Linked DNA regions of Mus musculus: all the other regions are linked to region 1. A link is a contact called in public promoter capture Hi-C data. All regions are on one chromosome and are shown on one strand. The core of a region is the stretch at or near the end of the contact, and the rest is flanking DNA. Distances in the headings are between cores, read along the strand shown.

Region 1 (3,324 bases), core at 262-2,761:
CTACAGAGAGAAACGGTGTGTGTGTGGGGGGGGGGGGGGCGATATATGGAGAGGGAAGGGAGGGAATTTTGATACAACTTTAACACCCATAATTTTAATACATATAAAAATAGTAAATTTTTAAAATGAACCATTTGGCACATCTGACAACATCAACAAGAAAGAGCTGACATATCTTGACCTACTAATCCTCTAATAGCTCTGGTCTGATCTGTGTCCAAAGTTTTAAATTCTTATGAAGTCTCAAATGGATAAAGGTCACTTCTTCGCTGCCTCAGTCACCTCATGCCCCACATTATCCTGCTTCCACACCCCCCCAGTACAAAAGCAGGCGACAGAATTAAGGTCAGCAAAACTGCCCTAGCTAAGTAAACTGCTAATATAGAACTGAAGGAAAAATTAAAGGGCAGGAGACAGTTTCGTGTTTTTAAAGCTCCACACTCTGACACTGAGGAACCATAAGCAACGATATGAACCTTTTCCCAGAAGTGAGCAATAATCAGGACAGATGACACTGACGAATCCACCCACGCTGTCACCAATGACTGCTAATAAGAAACCTGGGATCCCTACAAAGACAGCCCCACAACACAAGAGGGAATTAAATCCTCTGAGTCCGTGATGGGTCGACACACAGCTTTGGGCCAAACTAAAATAAATAAATAAAAGGTGAAAGAGAATAGGTCTAAAACCCTGAATCTGGAGGCAATGACTAGCTACTTGTCCCAGTAGTTTGAAGCTAAGGGACCGACTGGAAAGCAGCTTGGGTCAGGACTTTTCTGCCCCGTATCTGGTCAATTTCCTCTTTTCTCTTTTCGCTCACGCCTTCCCCTGCAAAAAGGTTCTGATTGATTTCTTCATCCCGCGAGGTTTCTCCACTTCCAGTCCCCAGAAGCATCCCCAATCTCGCCGGGGGCTGGCGCTGAAGTTTCTTTTCTGCACCCTTTCGATTCCCCCTTTCCCCGGTCCCAGGGCGCCGCCCCCGCTGCGCCCGCACCCCCGCGCTCACCCCCTGAGAGTCCTTGACGAAGTAGCTTCCACTGGAGCCCTGGTAGATGCGCTCGGGATAGATGCTGCACTCGATGGCAACCTCGGCCTGCCGCACCACCACCTCGAACTCGGGGTCCTCCGGGAAGTCGTTCCGCTCGCGGTGGGTCTGAACGGCGTGCGCCGCCACGGCCGCTTGGGCGGCCAGGGCCTGGGCCTGCACCGCCACCGTGTGGGTCTGGCCCTGCGCCGCCGCGCCCCGGGCCCGGTCCAGCAGGGGCTGCCGCTCCCGGTCGTGGCCGGGCGAGCACGGCGGTGACGGGCCGGAGCCGGCCGCCGCCGCCACGCGGACCGCGCCCCCCGGTACTTGCGGAAAGTGAGCTCCGGAGCCCGACGGGAAGGTGTACTCCGGGGGTTGGGCCCGCTCGGGGGACACTAGCGGGCTCGTCTCGTCCATCCCTCAGGCCGCCGGCTCGGGGACCCGGCGCGCTCCACACCAGCGAGCTCGCGGCCGTGACCAATCCGCGGCACTCCCCCACCTCCCGCTTGGCCAACCAGGGAGCCGCGCCTCCGTAGCTCCGCCCCTAGCCTGTCCTGTTTACTTGGCGACGCGTAGGCACGGCCCCTCGCGCTTGTGTAGTGGCCAATCAGAACCTGCGCCTACGCAATCGCGGCCTCCTTAGCTTTCGCGTCACCTTCTGTGGAGACCGCGCATGCTCGAGACAAACCCGGGTTAGGTACGCCCTCTGCCCTTAGCCCGCCCCAGCTTCCAATTGGCAGACAGATCTTCGGAAGCTTTTCCGATAGCTGCTTCCTTGCTAACTTATTGACTGGCTACGCTGAGCTGACTGTGAAACTGCAAAATGTCATTTTTGTGTCACTAAGCACCAGCTATGGACAAAGAATTGAAACGACAACAATGACATAGGTCACTTGTGCTATCGCAATAAGTTAAAAAAAAAAAATCCTAGTACCTCAGCCGGGCGGATGCCTTTAAACCTTTAAACCTTGCACTTGGAAGTCAGAGGCAGGTAGATCTGTTTCTTTGAGTTTGCGGCCATAGTGAGTTCCAGGACGGCCAAGATTACACAGAGAAACCCTGTCTCGAAAAACCAAAAGTAAATAATAAATGTCAGTCTTCATGCAGTTTACATAGTATGCTTTGCTCATATACTATGTAAATCTGATCATTGAGGAAAGCTTTGGTCCCTTGAGAATAAATTAGTCCGTGACTTTATTCACCTGAATGTCTAGACACAGTTGGTCCTCGTTTTCATTAATAAAAGGAAGAAGCTTTGTCCTCACTCTGTATAAGCACCACCGGAGACAGATATAAAGCTAACAATATTAGCTGAAAGTTCGCAATAGTTCATAGACTTGAGAACGTGAGAAAAGGCCGTATACAGGGTCTGTACCAAGAGCCAGCTGCTAAAGGAAGTAGCTGAATTGCAAGGGGAGAAGGGAAGAAAAGGCATACCATGCACAGGGAGCATTGCCAAAGTGAAGGAGGAAGAAGGCTAAAGCCTATTTAGGACACCCTGCTTGGCTGAGGAAAAGCAGAGCTAAACACTAAAGGCCTAGTGAGCCAGCAGAGGGCACGTGACATCCGGAAGCTTCAGAGGGCAGAGCTTGCAGGAGTGCAATGTAGAGCGCATCCACTCTAAACCTAGAGACAGAACAGAGGCTGCAGGCATGGAGGAACAGCTAAGGCACTTGCTGCTCTTACACCGGAACCGGAACCGGAACCGGAACCGGAACCAGTTCCCAGCACTCATATCAGGTGGGCCACAAAAACCTCTAAGCCTTGCTCTAGGGAATCTGACACCCTCCTTTAAGCCTTTTCAGGTACCTTCACACGGACAGGCACAGAAGAGAGAGTGACAGAGAGAGAGAGAGAGAGAGAGAGAGAAGAGAGAGAGAGAGAGAGAGAGAGAGAGAGAGAGAAACAGACAGATTCAGAAGAATAGAGAAAATGATAATAATAATAATAATAATAATAATAATAATAATAATAATAATAATAATAAGGAGGGACTGGAGCGATGACTCAGTAGGTAAGAGCATAGCACCCACATGACAGTTGTCTATGTAACTCAAGCTCCAGTGAATTTGACACCCTCGCACAGGCACAGAGTGCAGGCAAAACACCAATGCATATAAAATAAATAATAAAATAAATAATTTCAATACAATTATAGTGTAAAATGTAATACATAAAAACATGGGCTTGGAAATCAGAGATGTTTGAAGTTAAGCTCTGTTCTATAAATTATTAGCTTTTTTTAAGAAGTTGATTTTTAAATTTTCTAAAGTTCCCCATCTATAAAATGACAGTAA
Region 2 (3,324 bases), core at 511-3,010, 2.0 Mb before region 1:
GGAGGGGAGTTAAGAGGGTAGTAGAGGCAGAGAATGGCAGAGAGTAGAGAAGTAGGGACAGGCCATGGCCACCTGGAGGGGGGCAGGGGAACGGGATGGGAAACAAGGAGGCAAGAGGTAAGAGAGGCAAGAGCTTAAGAGTGAGAGGAGGAGCCAAGCAGCCCCTTTTATGGGGCCACGCCTACCTGGCTGTTGCCAGGTAACTGGGGGGTGGTGGGGGAGCATATGTGGCTGCTGCCAGGAACTGTAAGAGTGGAGCTTAGACAGAATACCAACAAAGGGGACCAGAGGAGATGAAAATAGCTAAACTGTAATATTGGTCTGCAACAAACAAGGTCCCATACATTCCGTGGTAATAAAAATCAAATGCACGATACAGGTTAGTGCATGTATTGAAGGGGTGTGGCTAGATTTGCTCTTACAAAGGCCTGAATTGATTCTCTTGCCTGTCATTCTCTTTGTTACTAGCATCATACATAACCTTGTATTTGCTGTTGTATATCCGTTTCCCAGTTTCCTGTCTGTCTTCACTCTCAGCCAGTTACAGATACAATGCCCCAAAAGCACTGCTTTCTGGTATTTTCCTGCACAGGAGTTTGGTAATCCTTCCAACCTTGTTAACCTTTTCTAGTTGTCTCTGCCCTTAGTGAAATAGAATGCCCTTATTTCCCATGTGTCCCTATATCTCTAAACTCTACCCTTTCCTTTTAGTTTTTGTTTTGTAATACATGCACATGGTGTGGGTTTATTCCCTAAACCTTTTATGATTATTAATTATTGTGTGTGTTGGTGTGTGGTGTGGGGCATGGACCTTTATGTGTGGAGATCAGAGGACAACTTGTGGAGTCAGTTCTCTGCTTTTCACTTCTGTGTGAGGTCTAGGGTGAAAATGAAGTCCTCAGGAGTTCACAAACTCCTCTACCCACTGAGCTATCTCACCAGGTCCACGTGGTATAGAATGTTAAAATACAGTGAAAAAAAAAAAAGGTCGATTCCCAGCACCGATGTGGCAGTTCACAACAGCCTTTAACTCTGGTTCCACGGGATTCAATGCCCTCTTGTGACTGCTGAGGGCACCAGGCACACAGATAGTGACTGACATGCATGCAGGCCTAACAGCCATAAATGAAGTCACTGTCTTCTTGTCATACATTTTCTCTATCAGCAGAAAAATGGATCCTAGACTTTGTAAATCTGGTTCTAGCCTATCTTGCCATACAACTCCTTTCAACCTTATCGCCGTCATGAAAACTCAAGCGTTCACTACTCATTTTGGCCTACAAGACAATCCCGACCTCCACATTCAACATACATATATCATTCTGATCCTGTTTCTGGGTGGCTTTCAGAAAGCACTCTGGTGTAGCATTCTGGCACAAAATAAATATTCAGGCCAAGTCTGAATGGTTAATTCTGGTTGAATAGCTTCCTCTTCTGAACTCGAACCCCTGATTCCTTGAGACTGGTCTGGTAGTTTCCCTAGTGCAGGGTGTGTACCTGGAGAATGTGCTTGCCAGTTGGACTAGGGACGAACCACAAAAGGATGCAGGAACAACTCCTACACTGAGGGGCTGGTCCTGTGCACTAGCATGCCTCAACCAGCGTCTGTCCGAGTGACCCACCCCAGGAGACTTGGTCCTCGTCTGGGCACTTAGAATCACTACACTGTGCGCGCACCCGGGGCCAATTTTGTCCCGCCCGCGCACCGTCTCGCGAGTCGCGGGCGGGGGCTGCGTCGCCTGCGTCCCCGCGCAGCCGCAGTACCGGGCAGGTGGGCGGGGCCGGCTGTTGGCAGCAGTTGGCGGGGCCGGGTGGCGGCTGCACGTGCGGGCGGGGGCGATGCGTCACTGACCGGTGAGGCGAGGCTCGGGGGTCGCGGTCCTCCGAGTGCCTGCGATCAAGGCCGCCCTCAGTCGGGACCTAACGCTTGGGGAGTCGGGGAAGAGGTGTCACGACGTACGCCGAGCCGGGGGCACCCGCGCAGGGGGTTGGCGAGGGGAGCGCTTAGCTGAGAGAGAGAGAGAGAGAGCCCGGGGCCGGAGCGCGGGGCTTCCCGCCTCAGCCGCCCGCGACCGTACGCGGGCTCTTCCCTGGGTGGGGACTGGCCTGTCACTCAACGGACTGAGGTTCCTCTTCTCCCCATGCTCAGGAGGAACAAGGATGAATATGACTCAAGCCCGGCTTCTGGTGGCTGCAGTGGTGGGGTTGGTGGCGATCCTCCTGTACGCCTCCATCCACAAGATCGAAGAGGGACACTTGGCCGTGTACTACAGGTGAGCGCCGCCCTGTGCAGCCCGCGATGGTTCTAGAAGCACAGTGGAAGGGTCCAATGGGTCACAGCGAAGTCTGGGAAGTTGCTCTTTTCCGCGGCGTCAGGGGAGCTGCTTCCAGCCCTGCCTGGGAAGTGGTTTCATCCCAGCTGCCGGGAGTTAACCTTTGGCGGGGCACTTTTCCGTTGTCGGGGCAGTTTAGTGCCAAGTTCGTTCTGTACAGAATTGAAGACACCTTAGGGGGCACGGAAGTAGTCACTGCAACCGAGATGACTTCTCATAGTCCGCACAACTGCACAGGTGTTTAGTTTGCCGCTGTGGATTTTTTCCGGATCTCTGTCTTACATAAAGACAGTTCTCCCCAACACTAAGTTGGGTTTTTTCTTCTTCATTAAAAAATCTCCCATTGTCTGGTTATGTCCCCCAAAGTCTTCATGACCAGAGCAATGTCATATATCCCTAAAGGCCAAGAGACAAAAACCACATTTGCAGGCCACTTTTCTCACTTTTTTTTTTTCAAGTCAAGGTGAAAAAGAGTGTGGACTCAGTTGCCATCCACCTGATTTGGCATAAATCAAGTCTAACTTCCCACCAGGTCCTCGTGGTATAAGCTGGGAAGAGAAGCCAGTTTGTGGACAACTTGGGATAGTGGTTTATTCTGAAACAAGCAGATTTTTGAATATTTCCATCATGCCCCCTAAACTGGTATTTCTACTTTTAGATCAGTCCAGAATCCTAGAAAATACATACTTTTGGTGGTATGTCTTAACAGATGGAGTTCTAGCATAAGAAATACCAGCCTGGACCACATTTCCATCCAGTTTATCACTGTCCTTCTGACAGGAAAACCACGAAGAGAACATACGGAGATACCACTCCAAAAAAAATGACTAATGAACCTGCAAAGGTTCATCTTTTGAGTTATGACTTAGGACAAGGATGAATGTTGTGGGAACTTACTATTCGTTGTGTAAAGTAGGACTTTGTGTTGTATTTGTCCCAAATTTGCAGGGGGTGCTTTCACCGTTCACATACTACAGAGTTTGATAAACAA
Region 3 (3,324 bases), core at 390-2,889, 1.9 Mb before region 1:
TAAGCTTGTCAACTGAAAGCAAGTGACAACCTGCTGTGGGCAATACAGAACTGGAAATGACAACCTACTGTGGGCAATACAGATCTGGAAATGACTGACAACCTACTGTGGGCAATATAGAACAGGCGCTGAGGTGACCACAAGCCAAGATGAAGCCATTCAACTAAGAATTCTAGTGCTACACACACTTACCTTTTATTTCTACAGTTATTTTTAGATTTTTTTTTAATCAGTAAATTTGACCACCCACTCAAAAAACAACCAGAAGGTTTATTATTTTAAAGAACTAAGCATAGGGTGATACATTCTTATAATCTCAATGCTCCAGACTCTACAATTGAGGGTGAGTTCAAGGCCAACCTGACCTCAACAGAGATTGATCACTTTAGATACAAATAAAAACAAGATAACTTCTTAACCATCGACACTTTTTTTATATAGTGTTGTAAAATTTACCAGAGCATAAATTTTACCATTTTAGCCTGGTGTGATGGCATGGACCTGGGTGTGGTCTCAGTGTTCAGGAGTCTAAGGCAGGAGAATCACTGCAAGTTCAAACAGCCAGGTCCACATAGCAAAACCTCATCTAAAGGATGAAAGCCACTTTGCCGTGTTTAACCCAGTGGCATTAGATACACGCACTGTGCTGTGTATGACCGCTAATGTTATCAATGTTTTCAGAAGCTTTCCAACTTCTCAAACAGAAACTCTGTACCTGTGATACAATAGCCTCCCCTCCCCCCTCCTCCCAACCTCTCTTATCCACTCCCTGAGTATATTAATTTGCCCATTCGAGATACCCCATATGAGTGGAATCTTGTATCTTGCTCTTTCACCTGGCATAGAGTTTTCACGCTTCCTCTACCTTGTAGTGCATGTCAGAATTCCATCCTTTCTTAAGGATGGACGCCATATACCATGTTTCGTTCAATTACTTGTTGATGGACACAAAAGGTTGAACTGATGAGAGACCTGGTTCTCCAAGGAAAACTCTCCTAAACCATCTCAGAGCACGCAACCTAGCTTCTTATTTCTAGTCTGTAAATGTAATTATTTCAATGGTCTTAGAAACCTATGAAATACCAAGCACAGCTTTGTATGTAGTGAGCTCGCAGGGCTGAGAAGGTCGGACAGTAGCGAGAAAATACAAGAGCTAGGGAGATGACTCAAGGCGGAAGCATTCCCTGCACAAGCGTGACCTGAGTTCGAATCCCCACATCTATATAAAGCTGGGTGTGGTGGTGTGCATCTGTGATCCTGGTGCTCGGGTGACAAGATGGGAGGTGGGGGGCAGAAGAATCACAAGTTTGACTGCCAGATTGCTTAGCAATACAAAGGCAAACAATAAAGAATGTATCTCAAGGTGGGGAGCGAGAACCAACATCCAAGATTGTCCTTTGACCTACATAATAATGTGCGCATGCGTCTGTGAGCATGTGCACATACATCATATACATACAGAAAAAAAGAAGAAAATTATGGATTTCTGAGTACAAGGAAAAGCAGCAGCCCTCTTGATCTCAGGCTCCAGCAAACAAACTCAACCCCATTCTGTTTTTTTGGGTTTTTTTTGTTTTTTTTTCCCCAAGTCCAAAACTCTGAGCAGCCTTTGCCCAGGCAGGGAACGCCCACCTACCGATTATTGGGGCTTAAGCTTTGCTCACAACAGGCAGCTTCAGTTAACATCCCGGGGCTGACATGGAGCTGCTGGGTCTCCCTACGCTTGCTCTCCTGGTTTTGGTGATGTCCCTCAGCCTCCTTTCAGTGTGGACAAAAATGCGCACTGGGGGGAGACTGCCCCCTGGCCCCACTCCACTTCCCATTATTGGGAATATACTGCAATTGGACCTCAAAGACATCCCTGCATCGCTTTCCAAGGTAAGGGGCTCTCGTCCTCGGGGGGGGGGGGGGGGGGGGGGTTGCTTCCAGGTTAGGTAGGCACTCATCTCTTGGTCCTGCTCAGACCACATGGGGTACTGGCTATCCCACTGCCTGCTTAGATCTGTTTATATTGTAGGCTCTTTGGGGTGCCCTTTTTGGTATTGCAGAAATGTAAATAATTCTTATCCTTCGAGAGCCGGATCACTTCAGAGCAAATAGTGAGAGGCCTCGGCCTACTCGGAGATGTTAGTTTGGCTCCTAAATAAGAAGTTTCTGGGATCAGAACGTTTGTAGGGTTTTTGGGTTTTTTTGTTTTGTTTTGTTTTGTTTTGTTTTGGTTTGGTTTGGTTTGGTTTGGTTTGGTTTGGTTTGGTTTGGTTTGGTTTGGTTTTTTTTGGGGGGGGTGGTTTTTTTGTTTGTTTTTTGTTTTGTTCTTTTGTTTGTCTTTTGTTTTTTTCGAGACAGAGTTTCTCTTTATAGCCCTGGCTGTCCTGGAACTCACTCTGTAGACCAGGCTGGCCTTGAACTGTAGAAATCTGCCTGCTTCTGCCTCCAAAGTGCCGGGATTAAAAGCGTGCACCACCACTGCCTGGCCAGAAAGTATTTTAAATGAAAGGCTGGTTCCATTAATATATATCACCAAAAAGCAAGCTCCACAAACGTAAAAGTATACATTAGTGTTTTATACTAAATTATCTGTGGGAAACTGTGATTCTCCTTCTAAGGAGGACCTCTCCCCTCCCTACACTCTCCTGTAACAGCACAGCTCGGCTGCTCCTGCTATAGTGGGAGTGGTAATATCTCTGTAAGTTCACTGTGTGAAAACACAGTCTTCAAGATGGAGAAACTGTATAAAAATTTCTCTGATTATAAATCTTTGAACTAAATAATTTATTAGATGAACAAATTAGTCCATATTTTCTGACAAGATGTCTCTCTGATCCTGAGACTATTAAAGCAAACAGCAGACAATCCCCTCCTTGACAAGCATATTTTGCCGGGCGTGGTGGTGCACGCCTTTAGTCCCAGCACTCGGGTGGCAGAGGCAGGTGGATTTCTGAGTTCGAGGCCAGCCTGGTCTACAGAGTGAGTTCCAGGACAGCCAGGGCTACCAGAGAAACCCTGTCTTGAAAACAAACAAAAAACAAACAAAAAAACAAAAAAAAAAAACAAAAAAAAAAAACCAAAACAAGAAAGCATATTTTAATAAGGACGACTCAGACAGAATGCTGTTGCATGTTCGCTATAGCAAACAAGAATGCAGAGATTGAAAGAAGCAAACCTTTAATACACTTTTTTTTTCCCGAGACAAGGGTTTCTCTGTATAGCCCTGGCTGTCCTGGAACTCACTCTGTAGACCAGGCTGGCCTTGAACTCAGAAATCCGCCTGCCTCTGCCTCCGGAGTGCTGGGATTAAAGGCGTGCGCCACCACTCGCGGCTAC
Region 4 (3,324 bases), core at 560-3,059, 1.8 Mb after region 1:
TCTTTTACTGCCCCAGGACTTTACCAAGCAAACTAAACCAGCTGACCTGATGACCTCTGATCCTGCAGTAGCTGGAATTTCAGATGCCTGCCCCTGAGCTCAGTCTTCCACAGGAGTTTTGGGGTCAAATTCAGGTTCCTGCTCATTTAAGTCAAACACCTTAGTGACTGAGTTATGGCCCCAATCCTTTTTATAAAAGGTTTATTTATTTATTTATTTATTTATTTGATGTATCTGAGTACACCATTGCTCTCTTCAGACACACATCAGGTCCCATTCCAGATGGTTGTGAGCCACCATGTGGTTGCTGGGATTTGAACTCGTGACCTTTGGAATAGGCAGTCAGTGCTCTTACCCGCTGAGCCATCTCTCCAGCCCAAGAAGGGGTTTTAAAAGTTCTAGAAAACAGGAATGACCTTGATTTCTAAAAATGAGCAATTCATTGGCCGTCACAGGCCTTTGTGTTGGGTGAGGGACAAGATGATCCTTTCATATGTAAATCTGTGCAGAGACCCGCAAAAGATTGGCCAGGACCGCGGGGGGTCGCGAGGAGCTGCACTTTTCACAAATCCATTCAACCTGTGTCCAGCTTCCCGAATGAATGGGAACCAGGAAAACCACGAGGGGGTCAGTGGTCCTAAGGTTGGCTAATGTATTACATCCATCATGAGATTATTCTAGGCGGGGAACACCGCAGTGAGCTGTTTGCAAGATAAAAACCCGTCAGGTCTTGAAACTAGCGCTTAGGAATGTGGGTAGGACAAACTAATAAGTAAACTATAGACTACACAGGGATGGGCAGAGAATTAAGGCAGTGGAAGTTAAAGGGGGTCTAGAGGGGATGTTTAAATGGCTCTCAGAAATGGCCTTAACCAGAAGATGGTATCTGCAAGAAACCCTTGAGTTATCTGGGGGAAGGATACACGTGATGGCAAAGCTCTGAGTAGGAGGCCAGTGTGGTCAAAGTTGGAGACAGATTACAGCAGATTCAAGTCGTTCTTGGAGTGGCCTTAGAGGCATTTAAAGGGTTGGATTTTTACTCAGGGTGAAGAAGCATCAGTGGACAGCATGAGTTGTGGTTTAATCTGTTTTGAGAACTTATTTTGGGGGCAGCTCACAGAAGAAACTGATAGGGAGCTTTGAACCCTGGAATTTCCATTCACCGCTTTCCCGGCATTGGTCCACCCCGGACTTCATGATGGAATTGTTGGGAACGTCAGAATTCACCTACCTTCAATTTCAACTCCAGCCAGGAGGAAAGGTTTCTAGGAACTTCGTAGAGCCTAATTATAACCCCCTGACTACCCCCCCCCCCAACCGTTATAGTCCCATTAGCATTGGAAAGCTTCCAGGGTGGCCCAAGGAGCCTGGAAAATGATTCAGTAGCAACCCCGAGTTGTTGCGTAGCCTTAGGGGTGCTTTATAATCTCGGGCAGCCTCAATGACTTTATCTCTAAAATGGGACTAGAGATAAAGCGCCTAATTGCGTCAGGTGAGATCACTTGAAAGCGCCTCTTAAACGGCTCTGCGGTTTCCAAAAGTGTAAACCGCTCTGACCTCGCTCAATCCTTTTCGACTTTTTGCAAAGCACAACGCGTGGGTTTGTAAGGTCTGCTGTAGGTGGGGACAAGGCTTAGGTCTCACCTAGCTTTCATGCCGGGTTGGGAGCAGCAAGAAGGCTGTGGGTAGGGCGGGAGGAGGTGCGGGCGGAGGTTCGGGGCTGCTGGGCGGAGTTGAAGAGCCTAACTCCCGGATTAGAGTCTGGCGAGGTCCTGCGGGCCCGCTGGGAGTGGAGGCGCGGGCCGGGCGGGGCTGCAGCGACGCGGCCGGGGCGGATCTGTCCCCGCCCTCGCTCGCGACCCCGCCCGTCCCAGGATCTCCCAACTCCCGCCGCGCGCTCTTTCTCCGACAGCTGCTCCGGGAGCCCCGCGCGCCGTGCAGTTCTGTGCCTTGCCTGTCTGTCCCTTCCGATTGTGCCTAGCGATGACCACCCAGCAGATTGTTCTCCAGGGCCCGGGTCCCTGGGGTTTCCGCCTCGTGGGCGGCAAGGACTTCGAACAACCTCTCGCCATTTCCCGGGTAAGAGCGTCTTGGGACGCGCGTGGGAACGGGGTGGTTTCGTAGGGTGGCGGCGCGCTGCGTCCCTATGGAGGTCGGGGTGACTGGAGCTCCGAGGGGATCGCGGTGGGGCGCATCCAGGTGCGCCATTCGCCGAGCGCTCTGTGCCATCTGCCACCCCGTCCCAACCGCCGCGCTCCGGGGCAAGCGGGCTCGGTGCGCGCTGAGTCAAGGCCAAAGACAGTTTTCTTTCTGCGCCCCGGAAGCGTGGCGCGGCGCGGCAAGCAGACAAGCTTTGTGCCTGGGCGTGGAGACCTGGGGCTCCGCAGACCCTGTGCGCCAAGAGTTAACACTCCTTGCTCTTCACAGTGAAAGAGTTGGGGAGAGCTAATCGGAAGCAATAGAAAGTCCTGGAAGGTGAATGGAGTACAGAAAAGTTCCCTGGAAGGCGAATGGGATTCGTTCAGCTAACAACCGAAACAACAATTTTACACTCTTCGGATATGACCCGTGGCTGGCTCTCGGTTCTGTAAAGCCTTTCACAGGAAACACTGGAGTTGGGAAATAACCCCAGATAAACCTCCGTAGTCTCTCCCTGTCTAAGGTGGTTAGATCACCTTTCTGCCCTCCAGGTTATTCGCGATAAGGCCATTTCCTTTTGGGGAAGCGCACTAACGGTGTGTGGTGGTGATGATTGAAAACTTCTTGGTTGGGTCTTATCTGTGGGAGGGCGGGTGGCTCAATCGCAGACTGCTAGACCCGTGGCCCGTAATTGAAATGCAACCCCCTGTTAGACTCAGGCTCGGTATTTGGAAGTCCACACTTTGGCTATGTGATTTGGGCCAAACACAAGGAATATGTCCCACTGAGAGTCAATACTTTAGATTTTTAGTCCTTTCATATAGGTGTGTGTGTGTGTGTGTGCGTGTGTGCGCGCGCGCGCGCGCGCGCGTGACTCCGCTGGGCCCCGGGGGTGTTACTAAATATCTTTTAATTAAGGAGATAGAAAAACCTCAGGGATGCCTGACCTAGAGGGACCACATTCCATTCTTTTGTACACTTGTCTGCTGAAGCTAACCTTAAACTTGCTCCTCCAGTCTTGTAAATGTGTCTTTTTTTTTTTTTTTTTTTTTTTTTTAAATCTCAGAGGGATTCTGGGATGGAAATGGAAGTGAAAGATCCCAGTGGGTCCTTTTGACTTATGGCTATGCCTCCAGCAGCTGAAGGACTTAGGTGGAAGTTGTGGAATCATCCAGCCACCTCTTG
Region 5 (3,324 bases), core at 596-3,095, 1.7 Mb before region 1:
TACATACTTTTAAAAGACATCCCATTCTCCCAACATTCTCCAAATGCTTTCAATCAACTTGAATTCAACTCCACATTTATAACAATAACAAGCTTTACTTTATAACTATGTGTATTTCCAGGCTCATCATTAATACACTAAAACACAGTCACCATTTAATGACATGTAGTGGCTTTCCTCCTCTCAAAACGTATCTTCATGTGATTTTAAGTGAATGTCTACACTGACTAGTCTGCATAAAAATTACTAAAATATTTTCCAAATTATGGAAAGAAGAAAGAGTATTCCTCTCTCCAAAGGGGAAAGTAGTTTCCCAGGTCTAAGAGCACGCTACGTGGTTTCTAGCACTATTTGAACACACTGGTAGATATTCTAACCTGCAGACACCAGACAGAATGGTTAGACATGCTATGACTTTAGCCTACTATGGCTGAGAAGGCTCATATCAAAAGCAAGAGGACCTGGTACATTTCAGTGTCAAGATAACAATGCACTGTTGGGCAAAAAACATGTTTTAAACAAGAGTTTCATGTAATAAAGAGTCCTTGGAGACGGAGTTGTGTGGACGTAGCAGTTCCTGTATCAGGATCAGACAAAGGTAGATTTTCTTTTTCCATAGATACTTTTAAACAGATCTGTGGGTACTGGTGCTCTAAAGGAAAGGTCAAAGTATCAGACAAGATGATTTGTAGAATTCTAAAAAGAAATTTTCTCTCTGTGTGTGTCTCTCTGTCTGTATCTCTCTGTCTCTATCTCTGTATGTCTCTGTCTCTCTCTTTGTCTCTCTGTGTCTCTGTCTGTCTCTCTCTCCCTCTCTGTTTGTCTCTTTGTCTCTGTCCCTCTCTGTTTCTGTCTCTGTGTCTCTGTCTGTCTGTCTCTCTCTGTGTCTGTCTCCCTCTCTGTCTCTGTTTGTCTCTGTTTGTCTCTGTTTCTTCTTCTTCTTCTTCTTCTTCTTCTTCTTCTTCTTCTTCTTCTTCTTCTTCTTCTTCTTCTTCTTCTTCTCTCTCCTCTCTCTCTCTCTCTTCTCTCTTCTCTCTCTCTCTCTCTCTCTCTCTCTCTCTCTCTCTCTCTCTGTGTGTGTAACAGCCTTGGTTGTCCTAGAATTTGCCTGGTAGACCAAGTTGGTCTTAAACACACAGGGACCTGTCTGCTTCTGTCTCCCAAGTGTTGGGATTAAAGGTGTGTGCCATCATGCCCACCATACCTGACCTTCAAAGGGGATTCTCAAGAGATGATTAGCTACCTTTTAATAGTTTTCATGTCTTGGCCATGAAGGCTTGGGGGCTTAAGTTCTTCCTAACACATTAAGGACTATCTAATGTCTTCCCTGCTCCTCTCAACATTATGGAATTTCACTAATTACATCAGTACATCACCCAAAAGCTCAGACATTTGCCTTCTCTTTTCCTCCTACCCTACAACAATTCCCTTCCTAGGACTGAAGAAAGTGCATTTTTCTTTATTTCTCTGATAAGAGGCTCTTCTGCAGCTAGTCCGAGAAAATCATCTGCAGTGCACTAAGAAAATGCTAAAGAAAAAAAAAAAAAAAAAGGAATGCCTTTCCCACGTGTTATAATCATGTGGCTAAATTAAAATTTCTTTTTCTTAAAAAACAGAACTTTAGGCCAAATAAACCTCTAAATTTACCGGTTCATACCGATAGCCATGCTTGCCTGAGTTTGAGAAGAGGAAACCATGAGAATCAATGTAATTTCTCACCCAAAAAGTAGAGTTGCAGAATTCGTCCATCGTGATTTCCAGGGCACTTCTGTTACGATGACTTTCTATGATTGTCTTGTTTCTTCTTTACCATCTGCCTCAAGGGAAGCAGATGTTAAGGAGCAATGTGCTTTTCCCATCCTCACTGCCCAATTAAAGGCAAGTCTCCTGACCTTTCATCCTGACAACTTAATAGTTAACTTTGCTAGATGAATGCTATGTCATCCCAGTGAGCAGACATGTGACTGGGAATCACCAGATACTGGGAGGCTTATCACTTCTCCAAAGCCCTGCCCCTGTAGTGTGACCAAATCTAGAAAGAACCAATCAGAGACATTAATGCAGTTGGCAGGTCGGAAGTCCAGTACACAACCTATGCATCCCTGCATGTGGGGTTTTACTTCAGTTTGAACTCGGTTAAGAGTTCACAGAGATGTTAAATACCCATACCTCTGATTGTTGTTTTGTCTGGTTTGAGACCAGGTTTCTCTGTGTGGCACTCGCTGTCCTGGATCTCACTCTATAGACCATGGTGGCCTCAAACTCACAGATATCCACCCAAGTCCTGGGATTAAAGGCATGCATCACCATGCCTGGCTCCTCTGAGTTTTTTGATTAAGAACTTATGATAAACATAAAACACGGTTTAAAGTAATATAAACTTTGTTTGAAAAAGTCAAGTTATATCAAAGAGCGAAAGCATTGTGGATCAATGAACATAATTTGAGCAATAAAATGTTAGTCTTATTGGCAGGATTAGGTAGGGTTTTTTTTTTTGGTTGTTGCTTTTTGTTTGTTTGTTTGTTTGTTTGTTTGTTTTTTTCAAGACAGGGTTTCTCTGTATAGCCCTGGCTGTCCTGGAACTCACTCTGTAGACCAGGCTGGCCTCGAACTCAGAAATCTGCCTGCCTCTGCCTCCCGAGTGCTGGGAAAGGCGTGTGCCACCACCGCCTGGCTCTTTTTATTTTCTATTGTATCTTTGTTTTTCCATAATTATCAAGTATTATTTGTGTAGTAGCATTTAAAGGTGCATAACATAAAATATATCATCTTGATGAGTTCTAAGTATATAATTCAGCAGTGCTAAGTGGACTTATATTGTTAACCAATTTCTAGAACTTTTTATCTTGCAAAACTGAAATTTTATGCCAATTGCGCATAGCCTCTCTCCCTCCAGTTAAGACATGCTGTTTTGTTGGTAATAGAAACAATTCATATATTCTTTACTTATCTTGGGTTTTTTTTTTTTTTTTGGTTTTGTTTTGTTTTCTTTTGGGGACACAATCTCAATGTGGAACCCTGGAACTCATTTTGTAGGTCAGGCTGGGCTGGAACTCACGGAGATCTGCCTGCCTGTGTCTTCTGAGCACCACCACACCTGACTTATATTCTTGTTTATTCAAATAAGACATTATAAATGAGTTTTGCTATTCAGCTTCAGAATTAAACTTGTGTTTGTGTTGATTGCAAAACCAGTTGCAAAAAAACATAATCCTTCAGTCTGTGATGTTTGCCATGTCAGCAGGCATGTCTTCACTCAGGATGTTCTAATTAAAAGGAGATCTGAAGATATTCAGCGCATCACATTTTCACTTTCTGCTAGCG
Region 6 (3,324 bases), core at 586-3,085, 1.5 Mb before region 1:
GCGTCAGGCGGAGCACCTCCACCGGGAGAAGGCGTATTCGGTGAGAGTAATTAGCTCGCATTTATTAAATTTGAGCATCAGCGAGAAAATAGATTAAATGTGCCGGTCCAGGGGCTAATAACAATTTTCAGGCGACCGCGGAACAGGACCCCGTATCTGCAAACTCGTTTGCCTTCCACTCCCCTGAAGGTGTGGAACGAGTTGGTATTGGGGACTGGAGGCCTGGATGCATGGGTTGATTGCAAAAATTGTTTCTCTTTGGAAATATCTAAGTGAAAGGCGTATGTGCAGCTCAAGAATTGATTTTTTTTTTAATTTTCAAAACTACTGAGAACGCGTCTGTGACAGTATCTGTATGTTACCTTACAGAGGAAAAACAGTTGGATGGACCGATTTAGACAGTTTCATGTCTGTGTTAGGCCTGGAGAATTGTTAGAGAAAAGATTTTGGTCTCAGCCAGATCAAATCTCCACTCGGAGAAGAGATTATTTGATCCTGTTTCCCTTTCAGACATTTCCTTATGGGCTTATTCAATTATCTGATTCTCCTGCCTGCCCCACCTCTGATCTGCTGAATGGCCAGAATCCCACTCAGAACTAATTCAGGAACTTTAACCATTCCACTCCGCCTGCAGTATAAGAAACAAAGCGAGCATTACGATATTTTTTTTCAGAGGCCTTCACCTCCTGGGTGTGACTTGCTGCCGTCATCTGATATGGATCGAGCTCCCACACATTGGCCACCACCTCTCCTCCTTGCAGTTCGAACGTAAGAACTGCAAGCTCCGAAGTAAGCTGGTGTCTCTCAAAGTCTTGCCCGAAAGGATGGCCCAAACACAACATTCTTGCACTGCCTTTTCGGGACAGCCGGGGTGACTGCCCTGGCCTCGCTGAATTCACCTCACGTTAGAAGAAAGACAGAAAAATGGCAGAAAACTGACCCCCCCCTTTTTTTTTGAGAAGATGGGTGTGCGAGAGAACACACACACAACGGACAAGTTACGACCCAGGCTCTGGGCCCCCGTCACTCATTACTCAAGGAACCAGGATTGCAATAATCACTTTTCCTTCCCTCGGGGACTGCTCCGGGTCCCTGCTCCGGGCAAGAGCTGTTCTCTCTTTCTCTTTTATCCCCGCCCCAGCACCATCTCAGGTACCTGTGCTTTGCAGAGCTGTCCTTGAACCTGGCATAGGCATGACCCTAGCCGAATGTGAAAGGGGCGGGTGGCCATGCAGGCACGGTTTGTGGGTTTATAGGCGCTGAGCCATTGCCCCAGGTGTGCGGACGCGTTTCCTTCCCCCTCTACTCACTTTGGCTCCGTTCGCTCACAACCTCCTCTTCTTGTTCCTTGGGCCCGCTGCAAGCGTCTCGGAGAACTGTATGGACATAGCTCTGAGGACAGAGACCCGAATCTCCATGGCCCTCGGCAGCAGCTAGTGAGTTCAAATAGGACAGTTTCTCTCCCTCTTCTTCCTCGTCCTCCTCCCCTGCATCGGAAAACTGCGTCCCTTCAGCCGTGGCCAGCATGCAGGGTGCCGAGTGGAAGTGCTGCTCCAATTCCGCCTGCAAGTGAGCTCCGTGGAAGTGCCGCTGCTGCTCCAGATTCAAAATGTCTTTGACTGAGAAAGGGGTGGAGGTGACCGGGCTTGGTAACATCATCAGGGCCACTTAATTGTCCAGTCCAAATACTCAATAAATCCCGGCGGGGGCGGGGAGGGAGTGCGGTGGCTCCAGCTCTTCTTCTGGACTCCGCGGTGGTGCGGAGTCGAGCTTTTGACAGACGCGGTCCAGTCTAAATCCCCTCCATTGGCCGGGACCTGGGGGTCTGGGTTTTGTTACAGCCACTGCAAGGACTGGGGCCGGGGCTGTGAAGCCTCTGTCCGGGGGCCCTGCGTCACGTCAAGGGGCGGGGTCGGCATCCTGGCCTCCTTCCCAATTGGTTCTTGTGTATGTGGGCCACGCCCTCTGCGTCCACCCAGTGGGATGTTGCTGCGCTACCAGAAATAGACAGGGACTAGAATAGGGTCCTGAGATCCAAGTCGCGGTGGGAAAAGCTGCAAAAAACCGGGTGTCCGAATCACCGATTCCCGCTCCACCTGGCTGCACCTTCCCGACCAGGGGCAGTTCTGAGAGGCCAGACTGCGGATTTCTAAGGAGAGGAGTGTTGTATCTGTGGAAATATGAGCGACGTGTCAAATTCCACCTCACCTTTGCTCTAGCTGTCCTCGCCACCTGGAGTGCCTTTCCCACCCTCATTTCCACAGTGGAAAGCTGTTCTCCGAGGAAAAGCTTAAATACCTCCAAGGAAACTCCGCCAGATCACCTCACCTAGAGGTCCTCTTCCTCGGAACTTGCTCAGTAATGTCACTTGTCACTCTCCCATCTAGTGCCAAAGCTGTACTTAGTGTCCGCTCGATTGTCACTTTAGATTGTGAGTCCCTGAGGGCAGGGTCCAGACCGTACTTGCCCTTGCAGCCCTCGAAGTGGCTTCAGAGAGCAGGTCTGTAGAAGACAAGACGACCGAGTTCTGTTAGTGTGCAGAGGCTCTATGCTTCGAAGCCTGGCCTGAGTCAGTATTTGGTTTTGGACGTTCTCAGTTTCCTGGTCAATATAAAGGAGCCGAATTGCCTCTTCTAGGGTTATTGTTGGAGTTTTTTTGTTTTTGTTTTTTAAAGGATAACCAGGCCGGAAGCATAGCACAGTTGTCTACTTAAAGCAAAGAGCTCAATACTTGTAACTACCCTTGTTCTTTGTGGGAGGTCAGAGCAGTGTTTGTTGCCTGCATTGATTCTGACCGGGCTGGTGTTCCACTGCACACACTGGGTGGCTCTGGTCTCAGAAGGGAGGGGACCCCCGCTGTGGCTGCAGCTCAGGCAGCCTTCTGAAGGGAATCGGGAGCCCGAGCCTAGGCCTCAACTTTCTGAAACGCCTTATTTCTCTCTTTCTGAAACCGTGGTTGTGTTCTGCAGGGAGACTAAATGCAGCCTCAGATTCAGAAAACTGCCTGATGGAGACCACCTTCTGGTATCCACCCGCCTACATACCTAGCCCCTGAGTGGTAAGGGGCACTATTGTGAGATTAAGAGCAAAAGGTGTGGGCAGCAGGCCTTGGAAAACCAAACTAGTTCCGCTTTCAACGTAGGGTTCCTCAGTAGGCCGCCCTTGCTTTTATTTATTCTCTCTCTCTCTCTCTCTCTCTCTCTCTCTCTCTCTCTCTCTCCCTCCCTCCCCCCCCCCCCGCCCCCGTAGAACCTCACAGTTTGGGAGAGACCGGCCTCAACTAGAAGGGTTCGCCGGATGGCGGCGCGGTGACCGAGGACGACG
Region 7 (3,324 bases), core at 320-2,819, 1.4 Mb after region 1:
GGGAACTGAAAGTAGCTTGGTGAGTACTAGCTGGGGGGTGGGGACACATGTTCAGAAGAGAAACCAGAAGTAGAAGAACTCTAGTTAGATGTAAGACTTTTTGACACCTAGACAGACGTTTGATTCATAGGCTCTAACCCCTCCAAGCCTCAGACCCTCTCTTTCGTAAAAGACCATACAGAATAACAATGTCTGCCTCTCTCCCAGAAGGAATGACCATTAACACCAACTGAGATTGGTGGTGTAGACTTCACGAAAAAATACAAGTTCCTGCATAGACTAGATTTCATCTCCTCCCCACGAGCTTCAGAGACCCACAAGTCTAGCATCCAGTGGTCCAAGCTTCCGTCTTCCTAAGTAGCCTTGCCTGCGTCTACAGTTGCCACTTCCTAATTACAGGATCCCAAGGTGAGTTCTGCTCTTAGTTCCAGCACTGAATCCTCCAGGAAGTGGAGGTGATAGGGACAACACTTACCTTATATGGCTGATGAGAGGGAAGCTGAGCGGCACGTATGGGGAAAGGAGCACAGGTCCCAGCACACAGTAAATAAAACCTTAGGAAGCCCACACAGCTTTGGTCTGCTCTACGTGGGAAGAAATCTGTTTGCTAGTTCTCTAGTCCCTCTGCATCCTACGTGATAGAAATCTGTGAGCCTGTGAGAAGCTGGCGGTGCGATGAAGTAGGTTCGCGACCCTACATTCCCCCTTTGTTCCTGGCTCCCAAGGACTGGCAAGCAGCTAGCTCTCGGTCCTGGCAGAAAATGCCCAAAAGAGGTAAAAGGCAGAGACTGCACACCATTTGTGCAAACCAGTCTGCCCTTGCAGTTTCGTAGGCAAAAATCTAACATGGTCAGTTCGATCTGACCTGCTCTTTTAAGAGAACTCTTCCTTTCTTCCCTCCACCCCTTTCTCCCTCTCAGGGACAAGCACACTCCCCCACACAGCTTACAGCATTTTTACAACACGCACTCTGGGGTCCTGTTGTGACAGCCTCTTGCCACATTAACTTGCCTGTCCAACTCCCAGCAGAGAAGGAGCGAGAGTCTTTGCTAATGTCCCAGCAGGAAATTCGAACAAAACAAATCTACACGCAGAACCCAACATCTGCAAGCCAGGGACCCAAACCGACACTAGATGACTCCAGACCGTAGATGAAGCAGCTGCCTCTTTAGGTACAGAGGACTGGAAAAACAGTCACTTGCCGCTTAAAAAAACCACATCTGCATACCAATTAATTATGAATATTCATCGACTTCAGCCTACTCCAGGGCACTACAACCCTGAGCTCTGTCTGTTTCCCAAAGCTTTTTCTGCCTCGCTCAGGAGACAGGGAGAGTTCATTCAGGCTCTTTGCCTTTGGTTCTTTCAAGTACTCTCTTTGGGTCTGGGCTTTTTTTTTCCCCCTGAAGGGTTTGGATCAAATCAGTTCTGGTCTTACCCTTTATATCTTCCATAAGGGGCAGCTTTTTGTTTCCTTCCTCTTCCCTCGTCTGTCTTGGGTGTTTTTTGTTTTTGCTGTCTCTGCTTGCTGTGGTGGCTTTCTGCGAGAGAGGTACTCACGGTTCAGAGATATAACAGACCCTAGGGCTTGTGGGAGGGGCTAAATTAGCCAGCCCGGTTTCGGAAGGAACCTCAAGCCCGATGTCTTTTTCATTGACTAGAAATACAGATTGGGAGAGGAGCCGGCCAGCTCATTTCCCCTAGTTACTCGAAAGCTCACCGGGTTGTAATTTCTTTTTTCTAGGCTTGACGTAGTATGTGTTCAAAACTCACTCTCTCCTTCCCCTTCCTTCCTCTTTTCCTCCGTTATAGATCTCTCACCCCCTCTGTTACAGAAAATCTACTTTTATCCCTTGAAAAAGACATTTCTACTACTACCAAAAAAAAAAAAAAAAAAAAAAAAGAAGAAAAGAAAAGAAAAGAGAAAGAAAAAAGAGGAAAAAGCTCCAAGCCTTGCAACTATAATGTTGGTAGCCTTGAGACTCAACACCTGTGAGAGGAAGAGCTGCTCTTCCTACCACATAGAGCTGACCCCTTCCCAGTCCCTGATGAGCAATCACTCCTCAGTCTCATTGGAGAAGAATGCAGGCACTGGGGGAAGCTGCAGGCAAAGCCACACAGTTGTCCGGAAAGCCTTATGGGACCACTGAGCAAATTGCTCACTGGGTACCTCTTGCCAGCTGTGAAATGACAAACGTCATCCACTTTTCTCCAGCTTTGACTTCCTACCTCCAAAGCCCTAGGTACAGGGGTAGCCACGCCCAGGCTTCCGTAAGGTGACCCAAATGCAGGTGAAGTGTGAACTTGTTTTGAAATGAAGAGGTCTGAAGTGTGGGCTGGCCCTCAGGGAGGACGGTGTAAGTCCTCAGATCCCAAAGCCACTTGGACAGCTTCTCCTTAAAAAGCTGCTTGTAATCTTAGTTGTGAGGTTTGAAAGAGACCTGCGGAGTCCCATCAACCCAAGATGACAGCAAGAAAAACGAAGCCACCTGCCCCTATTTGCATGCTACAAGGCATGGAGACGACCCCTCCTGTTTACCACCTCACTTCCAACGACAGATTCTTCCACAGTGCTCACACACAGTACTCAGTAAACCCCAAGTGAGTTCATGAATGAACAGCCAGCCACATTGCCCGACTATAGATCCAGCCTTCTGATTCCTAGTTCATGGAGGTTTTGTCGTTATTTGTTTGTTTGTTTTTCTGTATTTCCTTTATAGCAGAGAATTCGTGTCTGGAGCTAATTTTACCGTTAGACATAGTTCTTCCCCAAATCATTTATTTAGTGACCACTTAAGGTTGCTTTGAAGGAAATGTGTTCTCTGCTACACTTTCGTGTATTTGTAAAGGGGCGGGGCTCAGTTTTCAGTTTAGATGTCTGCTCCCTTGCACAATGCAGTGCCTGCCACACAGAACGTGCTCAGTGAATTCTGGATACTTTGATAAATCAGAACTATATAGCAAGACTTTCTGTATCTTACTTAATGGTGCATAACTATAGGAGTTTGCATTTAGAAGAATAATTAATCACACTAAATGAAAACTCTAATAAATGCCTTCTCTAGAACCAGTTTAAACTGCATTTCTAATCATGAATATTGGTTTGATATTGTCCTATGATAATAACATTGTTTTAAGTGACATAATGAGATATTTGCAAATATCAGCAATCTTTGTGGCTTTGTGACTGCATGTGTGCTCTATAAAAAATATGAAGTTCAGGCCTGGAGAGATGGCTCAGTGCTTGTGGAGCCTGGTAGCCTGAATCCAATCTTCAGAATCCTTGGTAGATGGAAGGAGAGGACAGACTCCCACCAGCTGTCC

Evidence for each region. Promoter capture Hi-C pulls out the DNA fragments that hold promoters and counts their contacts. Capture Hi-C pulls out chosen DNA fragments and counts their contacts.
Region 2: a promoter capture Hi-C map of adipose tissue shows a contact between it and region 1, with 2.3 times the contacts expected there. The contact joins the promoter of Erlin1 here to the promoter of Pi4k2a in region 1. A contact is called at or near these places in 3 of 39 promoter capture datasets (embryonic stem cells, hippocampal neurons and pre-B cells), 1 of 115 datasets of contacts at active chromatin or transcription factors (astrocytes) and 1 of 9 other capture datasets (adipose tissue).
Region 3: a contact with region 1 is called in a promoter capture Hi-C map of liver, with 3 times the contacts expected there. The contact joins the promoter of Cyp2c23 here to the promoter of Pi4k2a in region 1. A contact is called at or near these places in 1 of 39 promoter capture datasets (liver) and 1 of 9 other capture datasets (liver).
Region 4: a contact with region 1 is called in a promoter capture Hi-C map of pre-B cells, with 2.7 times the contacts expected there. The contact joins the promoter of Pdlim1 here to the promoter of Pi4k2a in region 1. A contact is called at or near these places in 1 of 39 promoter capture datasets (pre-B cells) and 1 of 115 datasets of contacts at active chromatin or transcription factors (pancreatic cancer cells).
Region 5: a promoter capture Hi-C map of liver shows a contact between it and region 1, with 4 times the contacts expected there. The contact joins the promoter of Abcc2 here to the promoter of Pi4k2a in region 1. A contact is called at or near these places in 6 of 39 promoter capture datasets (the C10 cell line, frontonasal cranial neural crest, hippocampal neurons and 2 more).
Region 6: a promoter capture Hi-C map of liver shows a contact between it and region 1, with 2.0 times the contacts expected there. The contact joins the promoter of Nkx2-3 here to the promoter of Pi4k2a in region 1. A contact is called at or near these places in 4 of 39 promoter capture datasets (hematopoietic stem and progenitor cells, liver and stem cell-derived epiblast-like cells), 1 of 484 Hi-C or Micro-C datasets (embryonic stem cells) and 1 of 115 datasets of contacts at active chromatin or transcription factors (pancreatic cancer cells).
Region 7: a promoter capture Hi-C map of pre-B cells shows a contact between it and region 1, with 3 times the contacts expected there. The contact joins the promoter of Entpd1 here to the promoter of Pi4k2a in region 1. A contact is called at or near these places in 1 of 39 promoter capture datasets (pre-B cells), 1 of 115 datasets of contacts at active chromatin or transcription factors (large pre-B cells) and 1 of 9 other capture datasets (liver).

Annotation. Positions count from the first base shown.
Region 1 is chr19:42,088,622-42,091,945 of GRCm38.p6, reverse strand. It overlaps Pi4k2a (phosphatidylinositol 4-kinase type 2 alpha), which reads right to left and starts at 1,511. Exons shown (of 9, transcript NM_145501.2): 1 at 1,010-1,511. The coding sequence starts at 1,444.
Region 2 is chr19:44,068,221-44,071,544 of GRCm38.p6, reverse strand. It overlaps Erlin1 (ER lipid raft associated 1), which reads left to right and starts at 1,760. Exons shown (of 12, transcript NM_001164360.1): 1 at 1,760-1,854; 2 at 2,150-2,273. The coding sequence starts at 2,161.
Region 3 is chr19:44,027,562-44,030,885 of GRCm38.p6, reverse strand. Cyp2c23 (cytochrome P450, family 2, subfamily c, polypeptide 23) reads left to right here and starts at 1,639. Exons shown (of 9, transcript NM_001001446.3): 1 at 1,639-1,878. The coding sequence starts at 1,699.
Region 4 is chr19:40,270,101-40,273,424 of GRCm38.p6, reverse strand. Pdlim1 (PDZ and LIM domain 1 (elfin)) reads left to right here and starts at 1,809. Exons shown (of 7, transcript NM_016861.4): 1 at 1,809-2,079. The coding sequence starts at 1,984. Gm41845 (a long non-coding RNA gene) reads right to left here and starts at 1,859. Exons shown (of 3, transcript XR_877853.2): 1 at 1,645-1,859.
Region 5 is chr19:43,780,829-43,784,152 of GRCm38.p6, reverse strand. Abcc2 (ATP-binding cassette, sub-family C (CFTR/MRP), member 2) reads right to left here and starts at 1,845. Exons shown (of 32, transcript NM_013806.2): 1 at 1,720-1,845. The coding sequence starts at 1,749.
Region 6 is chr19:43,610,836-43,614,159 of GRCm38.p6, reverse strand. Nkx2-3 (NK2 homeobox 3) reads right to left here and starts at 1,835. Exons shown (of 2, transcript NM_008699.2): 1 at 1,311-1,835. The coding sequence starts at 1,659. It overlaps Gm20467 (a long non-coding RNA gene), which reads left to right and starts at 2,104. Exons shown (of 4, transcript XR_001782682.2): 1 at 2,104-2,358; 2 at 2,970-3,058; 3 at 3,250-3,324.
Region 7 is chr19:40,658,015-40,661,338 of GRCm38.p6, reverse strand. Entpd1 (ectonucleoside triphosphate diphosphohydrolase 1) reads right to left here and starts at 1,569. Exons shown (of 10, transcript NM_009848.4): 1 at 1,439-1,569. The coding sequence starts at 1,454.